Linked DNA regions of Bos taurus: region 2 is linked to region 1. Evidence: chromatin contacts called from public Hi-C data. All regions are on one chromosome and are shown on one strand. Each heading gives the region's core, a stretch centred on a gene start, on an enhancer-like site or on the middle of the called end of the contact. The rest is flanking DNA. Distances are from core to core; before and after follow the strand shown.

Evidence for each region. Hi-C and Micro-C count contacts between places; a contact is called where the count stands out from the background.
Region 2: a Hi-C map of liver shows a contact between it and region 1, with 4 times the contacts expected there. The contact joins the enhancer-like site here to the promoter of DEPTOR in region 1. A contact is called at or near these places in 4 of 11 Hi-C or Micro-C datasets (8-cell embryo, liver, skin fibroblasts and 1 more).

The regions. Positions count from the first base shown.
Region 1 is chr14:81,284,296-81,289,584 of ARS-UCD2.0, forward strand. DEPTOR (DEP domain containing MTOR interacting protein) reads left to right here and starts at 2,542. Exons shown (of 9, transcript NM_001102312.1): 1 at 2,542-2,700. The coding sequence starts at 2,612.
Region 2 is chr14:81,467,960-81,473,248 of ARS-UCD2.0, forward strand. LOC132342236 (keratin-associated protein 10-7) reads left to right here. Exons shown (of 2, transcript XM_059874513.1): 1 at 1-2,182. Among named protein-coding and RNA genes, the nearest start is that of COL14A1, 27 kb to the right of the region's middle. Within about 2 kb of position 2,147, at least 26 of the 102 cell types and tissues checked have an H3K27ac peak or open chromatin away from gene starts, as enhancers often do. A contact at or near this core is called in liver, where this site is marked.

The sequences.
Region 1 (5,289 bases), core at 1,292-3,791:
TCTCATTCAGGGCACCAGCACGTCACATGCTGTTCCGGGCCAGTCGTGCCCTGAACACAGGTCCTTTGGTGAGCTAACTAACCTTCCTCTTAGGAGAAAGGGTCTGTTTTCTAGCCAAGGGGAACATGGTGTGTTTCCTACATGAAAAGAAAGATGAAAACAATAATAGCCCACTGGCATCCTGTTCACATCTACACACACAAACACACACAGAACCTTCTCCTCGAGCATGAACAGCAGATTCCACACTGCCTCTCACTGGAGGAGTGGTATCAGCTATACTACTGACTCGATCCCCGCCCCCTTATGTTAAGGTGTTTTTTAAATAGTTTTTTTAATCATAAACTTTTATGATAAAGTTTTTATCATGAAGTTTTAATCACAAACTATTAAACAGGAAAATATTTTACATAATTTTTTTTCATTTTCACTTTTGAGATGAAGAAAGCTGTCTGAATTCAAATGAAAGCATGACTAGATTTAAAGGGAGAAAAGCCAGAAGACAATCATAATAGTGATATGATTTACAATATGTAGTTAGAGCTTTTGGATAAAACAAAATATTGTTTGAACAATGAATAATTAGGAATAGGTAAATATTTTTTTTCATTTTACACTTTCAAAAAGCTTAAAACTATTAATCAAAGAGATTTAGTGGGACCTGTTCTGCCTTTCTCTTTTCTTCATATTGAAGACCTATTAATAATCAAATATTAATTAGAAATAACTTGAGAAAAATGGATTTGTCTGGAAACAAAAACACAATGGAAAGTATCTGGCAAGAATTTCTTCACCTTTTTCTCCTTCTTTATCTTCTCTTTCATATTAAAAGCAATAATGAGGGCCTTCCTTGGTGGTCCAGTGGCTAAGAATCCACCTGCCAATGCAGGAGACACAGCTTTGATCTCTGCTCCGAAGATTCCCCATGCTGCAGAGCAACTAAGCCTGTGCTGAAGCCCGCGGGCCCTAAAGCGCGGGCCCCACAGTAAGAGAAGCCACCGCAAAGGGAAGCCCAGGCCCTGCAATAGAGTAGTCCCCACTGGCCTCAACTAGAGAAAAGCCCAAGCAGCAAGGAAGATCCAGCTCACCCAAATATAAGGAATAAATAAAAGTATTTCAAAAAACAATGATGTTAAAGAGAACAGCTATTGAACACATGGCATATACCTGGAAACTTTACATAATGTTGTTTCACTTAAGTCACACAACATCCCTATAAAGTAGGAATTACTCCTGCTTTATTGATGGAAAATGGAGTCTTGGAGAAGTTAAGTAACTAGCACAAGGTTGCAAAGTTAGTAAATGACAGGATCAAGATAGAAACTGCATGTTTGAAGGTGAAATCCATGCAAGCTCTTGATATTCTTTGTAGCAATTTTAGAACAAAAACAGGAGCAAAAGCAAGCTGTTGATCTAATTAACCCTGGGCACCATGCTTATGTTAAATGATCCTCATAGTTTTTGGACAATGAGGCTCAAGTTGCCTCATCTCTCTGGGCCTGTTTCCTGAGTAAAAAGAGGGCAATACTCATTTTACCATTTGTTGCGATTAAAAGAAGTAACGACTATCGGAAGCGTCTTTAATGCAGCAGATGTCAACAACGTGGTAGCCACAATTATTTTTATTTTGTAAAGGAAGAAACTGGGAATTAAGCACATTTAGTTAGGAAATTATAGGTATGCCACTGGATCTCAAGTCCATCTGATTCCAACCCAGCATTCTTCATTGATGACCCCATGGTGCTGGAGAAGACTCTTGAGAGTCCCTTGGACTGCAAGGAGAGCCAACCAGTCAATCCTAAAGCAAATCAGTCCTGAATATTCATTGGAAGGACTGATGCTGAAGCTGAAACTCCAATTGTTTGGCCAGCTGATGCGAAGAACTGACTCACTGGAAAAGACCCTGATGCTGGAGACTGAAGGCAGGAGAAGGGGGCGACAGAGGATGAGATGGTTGGATGGCATCACCGACTCGATGGACATGAGTTTGAGTAAACTCTGGGAGTTGGTGATGGACAGGGAGGCCTGGAGTGCTGCGGTCAATGGGGCCGCGAAGAGTCGGACACGCCTGAGCGACTGAACAGCAACAGCAAAGGTAGGTAAACTGTCTTTGGTGAGAAGGTTGGGCGAGAAGCTTGGTTAATCTCTTGAAACCCTGCAATGACGTGTATGTACATCCTTCCCAGTTCACTGCTTAGGGAAATGATTATTTCTACCCAGGCAGTCGGGGACGTGGACGATATAATAAAAATGCCTGCACCCGTGTGTAGTAGCCTCCCCGCCCGTGCCCAGGACCTCGCAGACCAGCTGTGCGCGTCAAGGAGAGGCCTCCGGGCCGGACCTGCAGCCTCAGCAGGCGCTCAGAACCGCCCCGCCCCGCCCCGTGTTGATGTTTCCCTCTTGGCCCCGCCCCCGGCCACGCGGGGCTCGGCCACGCCCCCATGTGGGCGGGCTCTCTGGGCACCGCCCACCGCCTCCCCGCGGTAGCCAATGGCGTGTGAGCTCCGCACCGCCCCCAGCAAAGATGGCGGGGGCGGTGTCAGTGCGGGCAGGCTGGGGCTCCGAGCCGAGCCCACAGCGGACCACGGAGACTGAAGGCGCGGCGAGGGCCATGGAGGGGGTTGGCGGCGGCGACGGCGGGGCGCGGCAGCGCGAGCTCGAGCGCATGGCGGAGGTCCTGGTCACCGGCGAGCAGCTGCGGTGAGGCGGGGGGCCGTGCCGCGGCTCGTGGGGCGCCGCCAGCCCGCGCGCCCGCGGCTCCATTGGCCCCGGCTTCGCTGCGGCCGTGCGGGCGCGGGCTCGCGGGGCTGGGGCAATGGGCGCGCGGGGGCTCCGGGATCTTGCCAGCCGGGGCGAGGGGCGCGTGGGCAGCCCGCAGCGCCTCACCGCAGCCCTGTTCTTGCAGCCCTGCGCCGCTGAGACGCCCAGGGGTCTCGGACGCGCGGGGCAGCGAGGAGTTCGGGCGGCGAGAGCGGTGGGTGCGGGGGGCTCGGGCAGTGGGCGCGCGGGGCGACGGGAGCGGGGACCGCGGGCAATAAGCGCGCGGGGGCTTCCGCCTACGGGTCTTGCCAGCCGGGCCCCCGGGCCGGAGCGAGGGGCGCGTGGGCAGCCCGCAGCCGATCTCACCGCAGCCCGGTTCCTGCAGCCCTCCGCCTCTCGGACGCGCCGGGAGCGCGCGGGGCGGCGGGGGGCTCGGGCGGCGGGAGCCGGAGCGGCGGCAGGCTCGGGCGGTGGGCGCGCGCGCCCCTTCCCGGGCGCTGGGGTCTTGCCGGCCCGGGCGCGAGGGGCGCGTGGCAGCCCGCAGCCGGCCCCCCCGGGGCCGCGCTCCTCCGGGTGGAAGCCGCCAGCCCGCGACGCCGTCACTTAAGGTGCACGTTTCGCGTCGCTGCCCTGAGCCCCAGTGTCATCATCCGTGAAGCGGAGCTGACCTCGGCGCCCCCCGAAAGGTCCTTATGGGGCCAAACCGAAGGCTGCAAACCCCGCGCCTGTGCCGGCGTCCGCACGCGCGCGTGGGTCAGCGCCCGGGTCCGCAAGGGCCGTGGAGGCTCGGGTCCCGCCCGGTCCCCGCGCATGCCTCGGGCGGAGCGCACCGGCCCGGGCGGCGGCGCCCCGACTGCGTCCCCGCGCCCGGCGCAGGCGGGGCCCGGGGCTCAGACCCCATCACTCCCATCCCATCGCGGTCCTTGGATTCGTCTCTGAGGGTTGTACTGACGGTCTGACCGGTTCCGCAGCTGCTGGGCTTGTGGTCATAGATCGGTTTGCCAGGAAAAACAGAACTCCTTGGCTTCAGCGTCAGAGCCACTTGCATGGGCCGCTAGTCCCATCAGACGGCGTGCGCGCCTCTGCCTTCTTATTGGCCTGAGTCTCCAGGGTCTTTTTGGTGTCTAAAACGCTGGTTTCAGAACACGGAGGAGAGAGAGACGCCCTTGCAAAGATCCCTAAAGGTTTGGTAACCACTCTGCTTGCTGCGCTTGGATTGAGGAAGCAAATATTGGAGGTCAAAATTAATTGAGTTTAACGTTACGAAAGGCAAATTGCACATTTCTATTCCTTGATGGTTTTTAATGTATAGCCAAAATTCAAGAGAATAAAAGCTTCTTTTCCATCAAGAGATTTTCTAATTGAAAAAAAAAAAAAAGTAAAGCTTTTCTGATTCAATTTGAAACACTAACATTTTAATTTATCAGCTCAATTGGATACGTTTCACTTCCTTTTAAGAAATATGGTTAAAATGGTATGTTCTAGATTATGTGATTTTTACCACAATAAAAAAAGACATTTAAAAAATATATCACATTATGAAAGATTGTTTTCCAAAGGGTACTCAAACTATCATCTCAATAATGAAAAAAAGTAATAAAAAAAAAAAAAAGTGAAATATTGCTTGGTGCCTCTCTCCAGAAAGCACCTTCTCCTTCAGACATGCGTGATTGCGCCATCCTTAGGGGGTCCCTGGAACACTTCCCCCTTTCCCCCTGCACCCCTCTGCGCTGTGGCAGGTTTAGTGTAGGAAGACAGAGGGCTCTCTCTCGCTCCGTTAGGTAGACCTGGGTTTGAACTTCTGCGCAGCTACTTTGTTGCCAAAAGTCAACATTAAGTTATTTTGAGGAAAACTTGAAAGCCCGGTGAATTGGGTTTGCTACTTTTACTGGTGAAGGAGACCTTGGACAAGTTACTTAACTAGGAATGAGGGCTAATCATGGAACCTACCTCATGGTGTTGAGATGAGGGTTAAATAGATGAGTTGGTGCTTGGAGCAGTACCTGTCACTCAGTCAGCACCCTGCCAGCCTTAGTGTGATGGTTCTGTGACTTTGGACAAGTGAACTCACTTGTCTGGGCTTGTCTCTTCACCTGTAAAAAGGCAAGATAAGCACCCCATAGGGCTGATGACTTTCCTCTGGGCTTCACGTATTAGGGAGCATTTAGCACTTACTTAATGAGGTTATTGGTCGCCTTGCCCCACCCCCGTGCCTCCAGCTGAGCCGGATCTAGCAGGAAGGCCTGCTTGCGGTCAAGAAGGCCGTTTAGAACCAGCTTGCCTGGGCTTCTGATTCCAGCTCCACCATTTATTAATCCTGTGTCTCGGGGACAGTTTGCTTAACTTCTCGGGGCCTCAGTTTCCCTTGTCTTGCAGGGATTTTGTGAGGACTGAATGAGGAGATGCTACATGTAAAAGGCTTAGTAAATGTTAGTTGTTTAATTTTACTTTGGAAACGTGTCATCGTTGCCTTTTAAAAATCTCCACCCTCTTAGCACGGTGCTGAGTACCAAGTACACAGCACTTCCT
Region 2 (5,289 bases), core at 897-3,396, 180 kb after region 1:
AGTCCCAGGGACTCTCAAGAGTCTTCTCCAACACCACAGTCCAAAAGCATCAATTCTTCGGTGCTCAGCTTTCTTTAAAGTAACCCTAAAATCCAGACGCTTCTCCCACTCAGCCCATAGCTTGGGGTTGTCTTTGGGCTCACAGCTTTCCCAGTGAGTCAGACTATACTGAATACTTGGAGCTGCCTGACATTTTGCTGTTTATTTAAGGACAAGACTGAGCCAAGAGTCAGTTCATTTAAAACATGTGAAAATAGGCAAGTAATTTGTCTCACCTACTAAAAAGGTCAGACACATTGAAAAGATTAACAGGTCTCGGCCTCCTGCTGAATCCAGCCCTGCGAACTGGGTGGAGAGCTGTAAAGAGAGCAAAGGGCGGCTCTGGGGGCTGGCGGAATTCAGTTGGGTGTGGGTTCTGTGTGTGAGAGAAGATGAACCAAGGTCTCTTTGCAAAGAGAAGCCCCGTCACAGAAGTCTGCAGAGCCCTGGTCCAGAGAGTTCTGTTGCGGCTGTTGAAGAAACGCTCACCTCGAGTGTCTGACCGACAGGTGGGCGATGGAGCAGTGTGGAGAGGCGCTGCCCGCTGGGGCGGGTGGTGGGGCTCCGCTGGCAGAGAGGGCACGCGCCCCGAAGGCTCCGCTCACCTTGCGGGCTGTTTCAGAGCAACGCGCAGCGAAGTGGTGGCCGAGCCAGTGTTCTCGCCTGGAGAGTCCATGGACGGAGGGGCGCAGTGGGCTACAGTCCAAGGGGTCACAGGGTCAGACGCGATTGAGTGACTGAACAACAACAAAATCACTGCCTAACAAAACAAAACAAAACAAAACAGAACGAAACACCTCTGTGGGCCCATGCTCGCCTCAACCCCGCACGTTAATAATCCACACCTCCGTGTCTTCTGAAGAAGCTCACAGATTTGCCACTGGATGGTCTTTCTGTGGACCATTTTAAGTCTTGATTGAATTTGGTACAATATTGCTTCTCTTTTGGTTTTTTGGCTGGGAGGCATGTAGGGTTTTAACTTCCCCACCAGGGCCCAAACCCACAGACCAGGAATCAAACCACAGACCAGGATCAGGCCCATAGACCAGGACCAGACCCACAGATCAGGATCAAACCACAGACCGGGGACCAGACCCACAGACCAGGATCAGACCCACAGCTGCTGCACTGGAATCGAAGCCTTAACCACTGCACCGCTGGGGAGTCCCACAGTGTTCGTACCAGTACGAACACTGGTCGCTTCAGCCTTGCTCATAGGGACAGTCTTGCTCCAAGGATTTACCCTAGAACATGATGATAATTCTTTCTGGAGACAAGGATAGAATGCATTGTATTAATTGTATCCAGGTGTGGCTTTTACTAAGTTAGTGTGTAGACTCTACACCAGGAAACAAAATTGTGTACTGATCAGTCCTATCTGGGTATGGAAATGTGTTATTTCTTGAGTTATTTAAGAAAGCCATTAAACCAATAAAAATATGTAACGTTTATCATCCTTCTATATACTATATACTTTGCATGGAATATCTCATCATCTCACTTAATGCTTGCATTGATAGGTATTGCTGTTAATTTCACTTTACGGGTCAGAATGCTTCTGAGGGCAGAGAGGTTGTGCAACTTCCCAAAGTCACACAGTAAGGGGCAGAAATGGGATTTGAACCTGGGGGTGTGGCCAAGTAACAATCCATAAATCTAACTCCTTGCGAAACAGTCACGCTCTTGTCCATCCACGGTGCACCACCTATTTTGAGTTCCGGCCCCGGCCAGTGGAGGGAGACGCGGCGGAGCCTTAGGCTTCCAGCCATGTCTACTTCCGCGGCCTGGCAGAAGAGATTTTCACGACGGGTGTTCCTTGCAGCCCCTTGAACCCTACTTCTTCTTCTTTTTTAAATATTAAGTAATTTGTTTTGGCTGTGTCGGGTCTTAGTTGCGGCGCGTGGGCTCAGCTGCGTGTGGGATCGAGCCTGCGCCCCCTGCGTTGGATCACCAGGCAAGCCCGCTTCGCTCTTCTTGGGGCATTGTTAGCTCTGTTGAAGCTCCTCAGAGCACTGGTGACTGTCTTGGAGTAAGGACCTAACTGCGTGCTTCCTGCCAACTGGAGCAAGTACGAGCCGTCCCGGTTACACGAGGCCGGGTAGATGGAAGTTCCGTCAGCAGGAAGGCCTCTGCGTCATCCTCGGTGAGTGAGTGAGGACCGGATGGCTGTTCCGGGGCTGCAGCTTCCAACGCTGCGGAGGCAGACGGCTTCCTTTTGCCCTCCCAGGTAGCATGCCAGACACAGCGGGCGTCCCCTTGAAGAGAGAGCATGTTTTGGGGCACAGGAGCTTGGGGAAATGTTTGAGGTGCACCTGCTGGGGATTAACAAAGAGAGATCTTTTAAATTCAGTGCCAGTCAAGCTGTTTTCTGCCCAGGGACCTGGTTTCAGGTCCCTAGAGAAGTAAGGACGTGAAGGGGTTACTCGTGAATCAAACAGCAAAGCAGAGCTGGGCAGCCTAGGAGAGGGAGGGGGCAAAGCTGTGCAGCTTGTGCTGTCATAGAGGACTGTGGCCCAGGTGGGGGGGCGTTTCAGTATCTTCCCCTTTAACAGGCTGTGGCTGTTGGAGTCGTGACCTGCCTTGTCCCGGCCTGGTGCGGCCCGAGCCCCTCCCTGACTGGCTCTGTCAGGCCCACCCGCAGCTCCCCCCAAGCCCTCGGCCTGCCCAGAGCCTGCGGGCTCCGCCCTGGGCAGCCTCGTCCTTTGCAGAGGGCCTGGGCAAGGCTGCAGGTTCTCCTCTCTGATGCCCTCCATGGTCTCCTGGAGCTGCAGGGACTCCTGGGCCCTTGGAGGGAGAGCTGCCTGGAGGATTGTGAAGTCCCGGCCTCCCCCTCTGCTAACCGCCTGGACCACAGGTCACCAGCAGTGGGTGTCACTGCCCATAGTCTGGACTGAGAAGGGGGGAGAAGTCTCTCTTCCTGCTGGCTTTCTGCTCCAGGCTTAGCCTTTCTCCCAGAGAGGGGAGATCAGGACACTCTGAGCCCTGCGTTCTCTACCTTCCTTGTCTGACATCCATGATCTAAGCGACTCACGAATATCCCCTCTGGATTTTAGTTGCCTCATTTGGCCCATTCTCACTTTCTTCTTCCCACAGTCCCATCAGTTAGAAGAGTTAAGCTTTTCTTTTGGTTGCACTTTGTGGGCCTGAAAGACCTTAGTTCCCTGACCAGGGATCGAACTGATCGGAAGTGCAGAGTCGTAACCACTGGACTGCCAGGGGAGTCCCGAGGTGTGTTCTCTCATTTCCTTGAAGCATGGACCCTCGAAGCGAGAGGTCTTGTGTCCCAGCCGTTGTGGGCAGAAAGGGTGGCTTCCACAGAAAGAACCTGTGAATCAGCCCCCCAGGCTTAACCTTCCTGTAGTTAAGAAAGAATTCCACAGTTAACAGCTAGGGCAAACTCTCATTCTCTCTCCCCATAAAGCCTGATTTTATTGTCTTTCTAAAGAGGGCAAATACACTCTATCTATCGCCCTGAGGCGATGGCTCCTCCTCAGAGGTGAGAGATGCCATAAAACATGACTCAAGGGCGAGATGCGCCTGCTAACATTTGCAAACCATTCCCTGCAGACCCCCTCTGTGCTGAAGATCAGCAGGTACTTCAGCTGGGAGCATATTTCTGCTCCGAGAGTTGGTTCACATTTTACTCAGAAGAAACTGCTCCTCTTCAGTACCAGGAGTCCCTAATCCAGGTCCACGTGAATGCAGGGCTTACCCATGGGTCTTTGGCGAGCAGTTAACCCTTTCCAGCACACGACAAGCGCTTTCATCCAGGAGACGTTTGCGACAACACGAGTAGAAAAGCTGTTCGTTGTGCGGCTGGGGAACTTCAGCGGCGGTCTTCGTGTGCCAGCCTTAACCTCTGTGTTTTTGTTTTGTTTTTTCACTTTTTGACTTCTGTGTTTTAAGGGAACTTAAAAAGACTCCCGTAATAACCTCTCTGACCTTCCATTTTCCACTTCAATAAGTCACCCTTGTAAAGGATCATTGTCAATATTTATATGGTTACCTAAAAACCAAAACCCAAAAAACAAAGCAACAAAAAGCTCCCGGCTCCTTCGGCGCTCTCCATCTGTAATGTTGTGGAATGCCGCCCCCTGGTGTTTCCTTGGGGTTCGTCTAGTTTTGAAAACTAAATTCTTCATTTAAAATTGATAAAAATTCTTAATTTAAAAATGGACTTATTATGCTCAGCTCCCAGCTGGCCAACCATTCCTGATATCTGGTTTAAAGGATAAGTGAAAAGAAGCTCCTTGTAAATGCCAGCCCCGTTCCATTAAGCCCGTCACCCTCCTGAGGACACTGAGACAGGCGGTCCCGTTGCGGCCTGTCACTTGGGCACATGCTGTCCTTGTTTGGGGGAAACTGTGGAAAACATTGTCTAAACCCAAATTCCAGTGGCCTAAGCACTTAAGGACCATAAAGTGATTTCCACTGTGCACTTCCCTCAGTGAGATTCAGTAAAAATCATATTTTTGAAAATCAGTGTTTTAATAGAAGTATAACATGCGTACAGAAAACACACCAACCAGAAGCCTACAGCTCAGTGAATTGTCAAGACATGCACCCACGCTGTAACCGGCTGAGTCGGGAGACGAGCATCAGCGGGCCCCGGGGGCTCCCAAGGTCCCCAGTCCCCGCTCCCCTCTCCCTTCACGAAGGCGACCGCTGGGCTGGCGTCTGATGCCACAGGTTCCCGAGGCAGGGGCGAGGGCAGCGGTGTGTGTCTTCATCTGGGGTGAATGTGGGGGGTGACGTCACATGTATGTGCTACATGTATGACATGCGGTGCATATCGCACATAACGTGTGTTCCACACGTATCAAAGGAGGGGGTGTGGGCTTCCCCGTGGCGCTGGTGGCAAGAATCCGCCCGCATTGCAGGACACGCAAGGACACAGGTTGGGTCCCTGGTCGGGAAGATGCCCTGGAGGAGGAAATGGCAACCCTCTCCAGTGTTCTTCCTGGAGAATCCCAGGGACAGAGGAGCCTGGCGGGCTACAGTCCACGGGGTCACAAAGAGTCAGGCGGGACTGAGCAAGGATGGATGGGTGGGTAGATGGATGGTTGGATGGAGGGTGATGTCACATCTTACATCTTACGTATATTAAAATACGCTGAGACACGATACACAAAAAGAAATGCAAAACGACTTAAAGACTTAAGTATAAGACATGACACCACTGAACTCAGCAAAACGTTCTCTGACAAATCAAAACAATACTTTCTTAGGTCAGTCAGCCTCCCAAGGTAA